2 separate regions of the Mus musculus genome follow, and region 1 is linked to region 2. The links are chromatin contacts, called in public HiChIP or PLAC-seq maps. All regions are on one chromosome and are shown on one strand. Each heading gives the region's core, a stretch centred on a gene start, on an enhancer-like site or on the middle of the called end of the contact. The rest is flanking DNA. Distances are from core to core; before and after follow the strand shown. Region 1 overlaps Gm39913 (a long non-coding RNA gene). Region 2 holds the start of Gm32684 (a long non-coding RNA gene).

Region 1 (6,674 bases), core at 2,421-4,920, 350 kb after region 2:
TAATATATATATATATATATATTTTTTTTTTTTTTTTAAGAAATGGGGTTAAGAGAAAGAGAGGCACTCCAGGAAAAAGACACAAAGATTGGCATAGGAGTGGGCTTCTCAGAGGGAACCACAACCCACTGATGCTGTATCAGAGAGGGCCACACCCACCATTGCTGTACCAGGCATATATAGCCTCTTGGTATGTTTGAGGCTATTCTTTCGAAGTATGGCAGAGGAACCCAAAGTAGATCACAGGAAAATTCCTGAGGACACCAATAGGATCACAGTTCAAACCGTAAAATTCAGGATTCGGGGCTATGGGTAGTGGGATCTTCATTGTTTACAGTCAATGATCTTGTGGGAGATTCCCAGAAAGGGATGAGTCAGTCATCTATCAGCATCACAGAGGGCGGGCACTGACAGCAGGCAGGCGTGAGAGCTGAGAGTTCACATCTGGTTTGGTTCTATTTATCTTAAATTATTGTGTGTGTGCATGTTGCATGTGTTCCCACATAAGCCAGTCAGATCCCCTGGAACTGGAGTTACAAGTGCTTGTGAGCCACCTGATGTGGGTGCTGGGAATTGAACTCTGGTCCTCTGTAAGAGCAGTTTGTGAAACCTCAGATCTTGAACTGCAAGCGCAAAGCAGAAAGCATGAACTCTTGAAGCCCGCCCTTACGTGACAGGTCCTCCAGCAAGAGCATTTGTTCTAAACCTCCCCAAACAGTGCCATCAAGTGGAGATCAAGTGTTCAAATACATGAGCCTGTGGGGAAGCATTCTCATTCAACCCACCACAAGCTTCAAAGCCAGAGACAGGTTAGGGCAGAGGCTCCAGTTGGTAATGGTCCTGTTTCCATAGAAAGATGGAAGTCAAACAGCACAAAGCCTGCTAGTTTTTATTTATTCAGTTTTCTTTTCCTTGTTTGTTTGTGAGACAAGATCTCAATGTAGTCCTGACTTCCCTGGAACTAGCTATGTAGACCAGGCTGGCCTTGAACTCACAGATCTGCCAGCCTCTTGCCTCCCAAGGGCTGGGATTAAGGACGTGTTCAGCATGCCCAGCCTCCTGTAAGCTTTTAAACCATTCTTTATCCCACTACTTCCATCCTAAACTATATAAGAGATGAATTGCCCAAAGGCTAGCCCTCTAAATCTCACCTTCTGCAGACTGCTCAAAGGCTGGCCCTTTAAATCTCACCACCTGCAGGAACGTACTCTGTGGATGTCACAGAGGAGTGAGAGAGGTCTGTCTGACAGTGGCAGGAAGAGCTTGTCATAAGGTTAACAGGCCCCAGACCTTAGCACAACTGACCAACTCCGTTCAGCTTCACAGGTTTACAGTCAGGCTGTAGAAATCAGCAGTTAAACAGCAGCCAGCCCCTGCCAAAACCAAGACAACGACCCAATCCATCAAAGTCCACAGTTATGGGAAGGTCTCTAAAGGCAAAGTCCACAGTTATGGGAAAGTCTCTAAATGGGCAAACCTTGCTTCTTGGCTTCCCTGGTTCCACTTCTGGCTTAACAAGAACAGTTGTTCTTGTTAAGTGACTATGTTAACCTAGGACATGGTTCTTGTGCTTAAAAAATCTCACCCTGAGAAAGGTTTGGGCTACACTGGGATCCCAGACACCCAGTGTAGTCCATGGCCAGCTAATGAAGACTTTCTTCTGGATTAAACCCATGTCCAAGCAGCCTTCACTGGTGTATACCCCACCCCCACGAGGATACTTCACAGATAGCTAATAACAAGGCCTATGACTTTGTTCGTCTTGCCCCAGTCATCCATGGATGTCCTTTAGTCTGTATCACAGCTTGATTTTTGATATGGACATAATACCTCTAGTGTCGTTGTCAAGGCTAACTTAGTGATTTCTACTATTAAAGTGTTGGTGGTTAACCATTATCTAAGCCATCCTTACACGACTGAATCTAGCTGTCTACAGAAATAAGTCAAAGCCTGGGGGTTCTAACCAGCTTCGGAGTGAGCAGCCCTAGTCCCACTTCCTGTGTCTCTACTACAAAGCAGGTGAAGGGCTACTCCGAGTCTGGCAGCCCAAGCGTTAGGGAAGAACTTATTGATGCGTTAACTTAGTAAATGCTGCTTATAGCATTGATTTACTAATCAAGCCCAGCGTAGTAGCACATATGGGAAACAACCAACTAGGAAGCTAAGGCAGGAGGCTGAGACCAGCCGGGTTGCGTAGAAAGACCCTGTGTCAACAGAACGAAATTGCACCAAAAGAAAAGATCCCTGACCCCTCCCATCCAGAGCCTGGTAAAGGATCTGGGCAGCCACTTCAAGTTGGGGCTACAGATTTGATAGAATCCCACTATTTCCAAGAATGATGGTAACTGCCTTTTAGTTTTTAAGGAGTTGGTGTTAGGATCTCTGATACAATTTTGGGAGACAGCTCTCTTCCCATTATTTGGAACTTGGCAGGGGAGAATTTATATTCTTATAAATTTAAACTCTGTGTGTTTGCTAGCTGGAGAGATGGCTCAGCATCTAAGAGAACACTTACTTATCTTGCAAAGGACCTGGGTTCAGTTCCCGGCACCCACAGGTGGCTCCAACTCTGGGGATCCAACTTGTCAACATGTAGTACACATACATGCATTAAGGCGTGGGCACCCACACATATTAAATAAATAAAGCTTTAAAAGAAAATAGAGACCATGACTGTATTAGTTTGTGGAGCCTTCTTTGAGAGGTCTCAGAAAAGAATATTATCTCATACTAAGTAAGGTCATGCTGAGAATAGGTCATCTAAATTACTCCATGTTGTAAAAAATAGTGGGGTTTCAGGCCACACCTTGTCCTCAGACCCTCCATTTTATAAGCAGCTTTAGACTTCACTTGAGGGTGGAAAATAATTGCATGCCTGGATTGACATGTAAACACCACCACCTGCCCAGTACCACCCTTGCTGATAGATGACTTATTCCTGGGAATAGAATAGGGGCCATCCTGTAAACTTATCAGGTTGAGTTGGACTGTAGGGACACCTGGAATGTTTAAAATCATAGAAGGGAAACTAAGATCAAGACTTTATCAGACTTGTCAGAATGACAAGAATGTAGCTCCCTCTCCTGGACCCCATAAAGTGTGGCTACGTAGTACAGCCCCGCCCCCACCAACTGTTCATCTGACACCTGGTGTGTAAGCAAGGACTGACAGTCGGAGAACCCCCACTGTCGTCAAGGCTTCTGCTTGGCTGGGTTCCCACTGTTGACACAGCCTACTTCACTGCCCCTCCTGCTTGCCCATCTGGACCTGAACACACCATTCACCGTGTTCCAACCCAGTTCTAACCTTTCACCTCGAAGCTGGACTCAGTTCAAATAGGTAGAAGGATAGATAGATAATAGATACATAGGTAGATCTATAGCTATCTCTATCGATAGATATAAGTCTTCCTATAAAGAGAGTTTTCCTGTGTTAATTGATAGTTAATATTAATAATTATGAATAGAATTCTAAAAACCTGCATTAGCCTCAGCCAGATTGCTAATGTAAGTGTAATTCTCTGGAAAATGTCTGTCATTGAAACCACTGCACTGTGTTTTTGGGCTTTTTTTTTTTTTTTTTTTGGTTTGTTTTGTTTTTGTTACTTACTGGGCAGAGGAGACGGTGTATTTTGGCTTAGAGTTTCATAGGGGCAAGAGTCCGTAATGGAGAGGAATAAAAGGCAGTAGGCAGGGAAGCATGCTTGCAGGAACAGGAAGCTGGATGGTCAAATTTCATCTACATGCAGGAAACAGAGGAGGTGGTGGGGGGAAGAACAGTAAACCGGCTAGGCTGTGATCCTCAAAGCTCCCCCACTCCTGACAGACTGGCTAGGCTGTGATCCTCAAAGCTCCCCCACTCCTGACAGACTGGCTAGGCTGTGAACCTCGAAGCTCCCCACTCCTGACAGACTGGCTAGGCTGTGAACCTCGAAGCTCCCCACTCCTGACAGACTGGCTAGGCTGTGATCCTCAAAGCTCCCCCACTCCTGACAGACCGGCTAGGCTGTGAACCTCGAAGCTCCCCCACTCCTGACAGACCGGCTAGGCTGTGAACCTCGAAGCTCCCTCACTCCTGACAGACTGGCTAGGCTGTGAACCTCGAAGCTCCCCCACTCCTGACAGACCGGCTAGGCTGTGAACCTCGAAGCTCCCCCACTCCTGACAGACACCTTCTTTAGCCAGGCTCCACCTCCTAAAGATTCCGTAATCTTCCCAAGCAACACCACCAGCTGGGGACCAAGTGTTTGAATGCGTGAGGAGCCTAGGGAGGGCATTTCTCACTCAAATCGCCACATTCCACCCATGGTCCCCATAAGCATGGCCATCCCATGATGCAAAATGCACGTAGTTCCAAGTCCCTATAGTTTTGAATAGTCTTAACATTCTTCAAAAGTCCAACATCTCTTCTGAAACTCAAGGCAATCTCTTAACTATGTTCCTTCTGTAAAATCAAAAGGCACATTGTATACTTCCAACATACGATTACATCACATCTCATCCCAAAGGGCAGAGATAGATATAATGAGGAAACATTGACCCAAAGCAAGACCAAAACTTAGAGTAAACACCAAATCCTATAGTTCCATGTCCAGGGTTTCAGTATCAATGGCTTAGATGGTTCTGACCCTCCAACTTTAGTGCCTGTAACATACTTCATTCTCTTGATCTGATTCTACCCTCTATGCAGTTTTTGGCAGGTGTCTCATGACATCTTCAACCAAGGCTCCACCTTTATAGCTATAGCGCCATACAGTGACCTTACAGGGTCTCCTCACAGGGAGTGTAACCCTGCCATACATTCCCTGGCCTCAATGGCTTTAGTTCCAGGGGGACAGAGCTCATCATAGTAAGGAAGACATGGGGACAGTCAGAGAAGGCAGCGTGCAGGAGCAAGCTGGCTGATCACATTTCATTAGAATAGAGGAAGCAGAGAGCCGTCCATTTTGAATATGTTGTTTTTTCAACAAATTCTGGCATTGTGGAAAGGCACACATAAGTTCATTTATGTTTCTGGTATAACTAAATCAGGACAGGCTCACCCCTTAAGATGCAGCTCCAAGTTCCTGAGCCAAGGCATTGCCAAAAAGAGAAAGGCTGTCTTAGGATCCCTGAAGGAGAACTGTTCAAAGGTATTATTGCATGATGTTAGTTTAAGGATCAGCCCATTCTTTTAGACCCAAGACACTAAGCTATATGGTGTCAGAGAACATTTGTGTGAGAATACATAGTGATTGGGAACTCCAGGGGAAACTGCTTTCCTTACTGCTCTCAGGTCATCTTGGACTTTGTCCTGGTAGCCATGACAGCCACAGCAGGGCATTACAGTGGTAGCCAGGTCTGTGGTGGTGGTTATGGAACTACTAGTTCCCTCTAGTAGATGGAGATAAAGAGAGTCAAAGACCCTTGTCTAAGGCCTTAGCTGTTGTTTTGCCTCCTCCCCATCTGAAAGCTCTCTCAAGAGCCACAAGGCTATATAGAAAACGCAAGATTAATTGACAGCAGGACCCAATGGTGCAGTTTCTAGAAGGTCACTGTCCATAATGGGATGGGACTTGGTAGTGATGCAGCTGATCACCCACACTCTGTAGGTAATCCTTCATCCTAGATCTATAAGTAAGTCCAATAAACTCTTTAGTCTCTGAATAAAAATGAGGACGTGAGGAGACAGTTTTGTTATAGATGACGAGGGAGAGTTCAGCCAGAGGCACCTGGAAGGGCCCAGATTGAAATGGGCCTGAGAGGAGGAGGGAGCAAGCGCAGAAGAAAAGGGCAGGGACAGAGAGGACAAATGGACCAAGATGGGAGCCAGGAGGACCAAGGGAGGAAGAAGAACCAAGAGACTATGTGGCCAAAATGGCTGGGTTATATATGAAAGAGAAGTTGGGAAGCCCAGTCCCGGGGGGTGGGGGTGGGGTGGGGAGGGGAGCCGTAGGGCAGGGAGAAGGGCTGGAAAGAACCACAGGTGCTGAGTGACTTTTCCAGGTCTCCTTGGAACCTTACAGCCTCACCAACCTAGACTTTGATATGAAGCACTTTGGTCTGTTTTTGTGCCTATCTGAGGTGAACAGGCATTTATTTGTTTTGGTTTGTTCGTCTGATTTAATTTTTACGATATGTATATGGGTGTTTTGCCTGCATATATGTCTGTGCACCACACCACATACATGTCTGGTGCCTGCGGATGCCAGAAGAAGGTGTCAGATCCCCTGAAACTGGAATTACAGATGGTTGTAAGCTGTCATGTGAGTACTGGGAATTTAACCAGTTCTTCTGGGAAAGCTATCAACACACCTAACCACTGAGCCATCTCTCCAGCTTGTGACTGGACAATTGTGTCTTTCTCCAGGAAGAATGAATACAACAAGGTCTTAGGCTCAGTGATAATCCCCACTACGTTTTTACAGAAAAAGGATGAGACTGTTATGTGGACAGTAACAAGACCCAATTAAAATATATTTGAGAAATGTATAAATTAATGGATGATATCCTACTAATAGCTGATATCCTTGTTTCTGGCTGTTGAGTACTGGGTTTTGAGGGTGGTTTTTTTGTTTGTTTGTTTGTTTTTGTTGTTGTTGTTTTCTGGTTTGGTTTGGTTTGATTTGGTTTTGCAGCAAAGGGACTCCTGCCTTCAGATGTGTTTAAAGGCCACCCATTTGGAAGGCCTTTCCA
Region 2 (6,093 bases), core at 487-2,986:
GACAGACACCAGCCTTCCCAGCTCTGTGTCTCCCTTAAGTGTCTCCTTAAAATGTCCATTATAAGTTTTCCAGTTAGTGTAGGAGAAAAAGAACTTGCCCTCTACCTTCCCAGGATTTAATAATTAAGTTACGCTGGCATTGGATGAGTGTGTGTGTGTGTGTGTGTGTGTGTGTGTGTGTGTGTGTGTGTGTGTGTGTGTGTAGATGTGTTCCTCACAGGAGGGAAGGGACCAATAGCAAGTAAGATCTAGAAGTGTATATGGCTTCTTCTAGGGAGGGGAAGACAAAAGATTTAGGGAGAAAATGAGTGGGCTCTCAGGAGAACAGGTGACAATGCCTGTCTGAGCATGGTGAGGAGCTCCAGACTCATCACAGAGGAGTCACACCACTCCAGCGTCTTCTAGAGTGTTTACCTTAAGGCCAGTAAGCACAGTCCAGAGAAAGTCCCCCTACACCCCCATACATAAGCTGTTCTCCAAGTCCTTCAATCTGAATCGGAATCTTTTATTTTTTATTTTTTTTAAAGATTTATTTATTATTTATTATATGTAAGTACACTGTAGCTGTCTTCAGACACACCAGAAGAGGGCATCAGATCTCATTACGGATGGTTGTGAGCCACCATGTGGTTGCTGGGATTTGAACTCTGGACCTTTGGAAGAGCAGTCGGGTGCTCTTACCCACTGAGCCATCTCACCAGCCCCGGAATCTTTTAAATTGGTTATTTTTGTGTTGTGCATATAAGTGTTTTGTCTGCACGTTTATCTGTACAGCAGAAGAAGGCATAGGATCCCATGGGACTACAGTTACAGATGGTTGTGAGCTGCCATGTGGGTGCTGAGAATTGAACTCAGGACCCCTGGAAGAGCAGCTAGTGCTCCAAACCATGGAGCCCAGAAAAGGGAATCTTTAGGGATGGCAGCCCCTGAATTCCTACAGCAGTTATAGCAAAAAAACAAAACAAACAAAAAACCAAAAATCTTGGCACCGCTATCAAGTCCCCATGATGATTTAAAGAGCTAACATTTTGTCTTCTAAGCCTTGGGGTATGCTTAAGAGGGGGTAGGAGCTAAAGGGGGGGGCAGGAGGCAAAGACCACAGGAACCATAATTCTTCTGAAAGAAGAAGGGAGGAGGGAACAGAACTCATGCTAGCTCCTCAGAGCCACAGCATGGGCAGTGATGAAGGAGGGAGCTCGGTCTCCTAAACAGCTTCTGTGTCCTTCTGAAGTTCTCAACCTTTCCCTTCTAGGCCTCAGCAGCCCCAGGGAAGAAGAGTCAACTTAATGTCTATGGCTGGTTGTCGTTCCAGTGTGCAAGAAGAGACCGAGTCACACTGCTCTGCGGTCTCCTATCAGCTTACCCAGGTGTCCTAGGCCAAAGGAACCCAAGAGCCATTTCAAAAGGAGTCACAATCCTAGGCCCTTGGAGGCGATTTCAGGGCAGGAAGCAGTGTTGGAGGTTGAAGGGTGGACGAAGGTGTGGGAGAAGGGAACAAGATGTTCCCCCATGGCGTTTGGTCTGAAGACCTGCGCTCTGCCAAATCGAGTTTTGGCAAAAAAGCAAAAGTAGAGAAGAATGAGGGTAAGCCTGTGTAGTGATTCCCAGTTGTAGCCCAGGCAGGCAGGCCTGGGGCTTGCTTGTGTGCACACGGGAGGGTGTGTGTTCGTCAGCCTGCGTGAGCACCTGCAACCTCAGGAGAGGTGTCAGGACCTCAGAGTCAGAGGCCCCGCTCCCACCCTTGCCCATCCCAGGCACCGCCTCTCTCAGCTAACAGGAAGTAGAGAGGTGGAGGGGTTTCACCTTCTAGGGGTACTCAACCTTCCTTAAGTCAGCAGTTGTCCTCGTCCAAAATAACCTTCCCCTCCTGTCTACCAAGCAGGCAGAGGGCTTTGTGAGCAGCTCCTTTGTCTCAGGCACTCAAGAAGTCCTGGGCCTCTTTCCTCAAAAACAAAAACAAAAACAAAAAAACCTTACTGCCTAAAAGAGTCAAGAGTGATGTATAGCCCTCGGTTGGCGGGGGTGGGGTGGGGTGGGGGGGGGGGTGGGGGGGGTCCGGACCTATGAGTTCTAGGGCAGCCTGGTCTACAGAGTGAATTCCAGGGCAGCAAGGGCTACACAGAGAAACCCTGTCTCAAAAGAGATGAGGCGGAGGAGAGGGGGAGAGGAAGGTATAAGACAGGGTCCACGGGTACGGCTGCTCCCACATAGTGAAGAAGGCAGACTGAAGAGAAGAAAGACTCGGAATGAGGGGAACCCTGGACATTGAACTCCCAGTCTTTCTGTCTCTCTCCCCAGTGCTGGAATTATGGGCATGCATCAGAATGTCAGGTTTACGCCACGCTGGGCTAGAACTCAGGGCTTTGTGAATGTGAAGCAAGTACTCTTCCACCCGAGCTGCATCCCCAGCCCACCTTTGTACACAGATGACAGCTCTGTAACGCCAGCCTGTGGGTCCACACTAGCTCATACTGTCAGGTCCTAAGACGTAAAAGGCAAAGTCTGCCTTTACTTTGGATGTTGGATGCAAGTGGGGTTTGCTAGGCTACCTGCACCCCTCTCTGATGTGGGTACAAATCCAGAGGACCACACCACCTTCCTAACATCACTCAGAGCTGAGCATCCTGGCTCATGCCTGCCATCCCAGCATGAGGAGGCTGAGGCAGAAGTATCAAAAGTTCAAAGCCAACCTCAGCTACCTAGTCAGTCAGAGACAAGCCTGCAATACAAAAGACTGTCTCAGAAACAAAAAGGGGCAGGACTGGGAGGCGAGGAGGGAGGGGCTGAGATTGGGATGCAATGTGAATAAAAAAATATGGAAAAATATTTTTATTCATGAGTGGGGTGCAGAAGCAGATTTGGATCCCCTGGAATTGGAGTCGCTCGCAGGCTGCCATTAGCTATTTGAAATGGCGCTAGGGGACAGACAGGACAGCCGTAACACTCTTAGCCACGAAGCCATCGCTCCTGGTGCCCTCCCTACCCTAGTTTTTGTCTTTATGCTTTTGTTTTGAGATAGGGACTTGCTCTTTAGCTCATTCTGGACAATAGTGTTTATTGTAAAACAGACACGATAGCATACACCTATAAAACCAGCCCTTGGAGGCAAAGGCAGGAGGCACTTGAGTTGGAAACCAGCCCAGGCTATGTAGCCAGCAGTTTTATAATTTTTTTTAAAATTATATGTGAGATTCTGGAACTGCCAAAGGGAAGAGACACGCAGGGTGGCATCTTGAGTGGAGAGGCCCAGAGCTGAAGCCCTTTGTGGGACACTCTGGCTCCCTCCCAGCACCCCTACATTCCCTGACAGGAAGATCCTGCCACATCCATGCCCAGAGCTTCCAGCTGGGCATCGCTGACAACAACTGGCTACTGGATGACCTCAGTCTGGAACACCCTCCTTCCCTTCCCAGAGGTTCGGAGTGTGGTAGGACACAGGCTGGAGATGACCGGTTTAACCTATTGGTGACATTCTTGGTCTTTTGGACAAGGCTAGGACCACCAAGAGTCTCCTCATTAGCATAAAATTGGGTGGGGTGGATTCCTAAGAACAATGAAGGATATTTCTATCACTTAGGAAATCCCAGATATTTCTGAAGCTCTATGCCAAAAAACGGGGACAGAGACCAAGAACATGGGTTTTCTTTATTAAACCATAGACTGGGTTGGACAGTTCTTGTAAGGAATAGTGTTCCTGAGGACAGAAATGCAGAGTAGGGAAGACTGATAAGGTCAGAACTGATGGTATTGAGGCTCAGCAAACATCACTCCAAAGCCCAGCAGCTGAACTAAAAGGACTAAAAACTGGAGCCCTGAGGCATCTCTGACATCCCAGCACAGCCCTGTCTCTTCTCTCAGTCCTCCCCCTCCTAAACACATAGCGAGGCTTCCACCAACGATCCCTTAAAACCAGACCAACCAAGGAAGAATTCAGTATTCTTCAGTCATTTTACTGAAATGCCACTAATCAAGAAAGACTTAACTCTTCAGTATTCTTCAATCATTTTAATGAAACGCCACTAATCAGGGAAGATTGAACTACCAGAGGAAGAGACTGGAAAGCAATCATCATATTTAGGGCGCAGAGGAACCTGGTCCCAAACCATTGTCTGCTCTTCAACCGTCCATCTCTAAGATTTGTCTGCTTTAAGTATTTCACAGTCTTCCCTATGGGTAAGGTGGTCGAGCCCATTCATATCGTATGGATACAATTTTCATACTTATGTTTCATACATACATACACGCATGCACTCATACACATAAGCCAAGAAGGAGAATCTGTATTCCTTTCTACATGCTAACCCTCTGTTTAGTCCATCAGACTCACGTATGCAGCCTCCAGGGAGAGTTTAAGCCTCTTTTGGCAGTGGGCAAGGGATATGGATCAAAGTTGTCCTGGAGGAGAGGCAGGTGACCTCTTTCAGGGTCCTGGCAGCTGGTCTTTCTCTGCATGTGTTTTATTCCAGGTCTCCTCCCCTGGAAGAGAGGCCTCCCCATCTCTGCATCTGTGCCAGGGTCCCCATGACTTCAGTCTGCCTTCCTCCAGCGCTCTCTAGTGATATCCCCCAGTCCAAACGCCTTCTCCCTTTCTAGTAGACTTCACTGGCCGAGTCTAGTGGCACAGGCCGGTAATCCCACCTACTCCAGAAACTGAGGCAGGAAGGTCACAAGTTTAAAGCCAGTCCGAGAAATTTAGTGACATCCTATCTCAAAAGTTTAAATAAAATGAAATGAAACCACAGAGAGAGAGAGAGAGCGCACGCGCTAGAGGGGCAAGGCCAGCAAGATGCTTCAGTTGGGAAAGGCACTTGCTGCCAAGTCTGACAACCTGGATTCGATCCCTGGAACCTACATAGTGGAAGAAGAGACTCCTGCAAGGTGTTTTCCCATCTCCACACACAAGTACCATGGCACGTGCAGGTGCAGGTGTCTGCACATAGACGCCCATAACTAATTAATCAAACATCAGTTTTAAATGTACTGCATTTTCTGTGTATGGATGCTTTGCCTTCATGTGTGTTTGCCCACAGAGGCCAGAGAAAGCCTTGGATCCCCTAGAACTGGAGTTGCAGATGCCTGGGAGCCACTTAATGTGGGTACTGAGAAGCAAATGCCCACCTCTGTCGGAGTGCTCTTAGTGGTTACTAAGCCTTCTCCCCAGCTCCCCTCCCCTCAGCGCTGTAACCCTTGGCGCCTCACTCCAAACAGACAGCCCTGACTTTTGTGAAGCATCAGTGATCTCTCCATCCCTTCTCAGCTGTCCCTCACAGTCTGGGTTCTTCTGAATAGAATGTGACTAGCCGACCTGTGTTCCTTCAGGGAAAAAGCAAGCGACTGTGTACAGGAGTACAGGCCGGCACACGAGTGCCACAAATAGTCCTTCCTAGAGAATATCACCCTTCTCAAGTTTAGGCAAAATAAAGAGTAGTAGTGGTAGGGACTATGTCTCTACTGGGACTAATGAAAAGAACTTGGGAATTGAGGTAGGACTCTACACCAAGGTCAAGGCTAGCTTCTCCCAGGACCCCAAGCTTCCTGGCCACTCTGTTAAGACTGCTCTTGGCAGATGCTCCGCCAACAGGCAGGTGGATTGACAAGATGAGAAATCTAACCAATGTGATGGGAGCAGGCAGCTGGCAACACTAAGCAGCGTAGGAGCCTCTGGGGACAGGCCCAGCTGAAAAGAGCTGTCTGGAAGCTGTGTGGAAAGCTCTCCCTCGTGTGGTTTCCAGCCCATGACAAGCCCGGAGCACAATCCAAGTCCTGGCGAGCAGAGAGTTGCTGGTGCACATTAATAGTATCATGGGAGCCCAGGCAGAGTGGGAGCAGCGAGCTCGGCCACCTGCTGCCTTAGGAGACTTGGCCCACAGGCCCTTGAGAGACTCTCCGAAGGTCCTCAGTGGGTAGCTCCAGGATGAGGTGAGTGACGCAATCTGAAAAAAACGAGGCTTCCTTTTTCCTCCCTGCTTGGCAAGAGATTGCCCAGGCGAGAAGTAATCAGACACATGAGGGGACGTGATGCTGAAGTTTCTCAGTGGTTTCCATAAGGTGCCCTGCATCTGAAACGGGGGGGGGGGGGTTGACTCTCACACC

What was found. HiChIP or PLAC-seq counts read pairs in DNA pulled down with a chosen protein or histone mark.
Region 1: an H3K27ac HiChIP or PLAC-seq map of double positive thymocytes shows a contact between it and region 2, with 3 times the contacts expected there. The contact joins two enhancer-like sites. A contact is called at or near these places in 1 of 484 Hi-C or Micro-C datasets (B cells) and 3 of 115 datasets of contacts at active chromatin or transcription factors (double positive thymocytes, embryonic stem cells and extraembryonic endoderm stem cells).

What each region holds. Positions count from the first base shown.
Region 1 is chr2:118,843,246-118,849,919 of GRCm38.p6, forward strand. The region is part of intron 1 of Gm39913 (a long non-coding RNA gene); the gene reads right to left. Among named protein-coding and RNA genes, the nearest start is that of Gm39913, 15 kb to the right of the region's middle. Within about 2 kb of position 3,671, at least 16 of the 459 cell types and tissues checked have an H3K27ac peak or open chromatin away from gene starts, as enhancers often do. A contact at or near this core is called in double positive thymocytes, where this site is marked.
Region 2 is chr2:118,493,540-118,499,632 of GRCm38.p6, forward strand. Gm32684 (a long non-coding RNA gene) reads left to right here and starts at 5,338. Exons shown (of 3, transcript XR_374913.3): 1 at 5,338-5,919. Within about 2 kb of position 1,737, at least 15 of the 459 cell types and tissues checked have an H3K27ac peak or open chromatin away from gene starts, as enhancers often do. A contact at or near this core is called in double positive thymocytes, where this site is marked.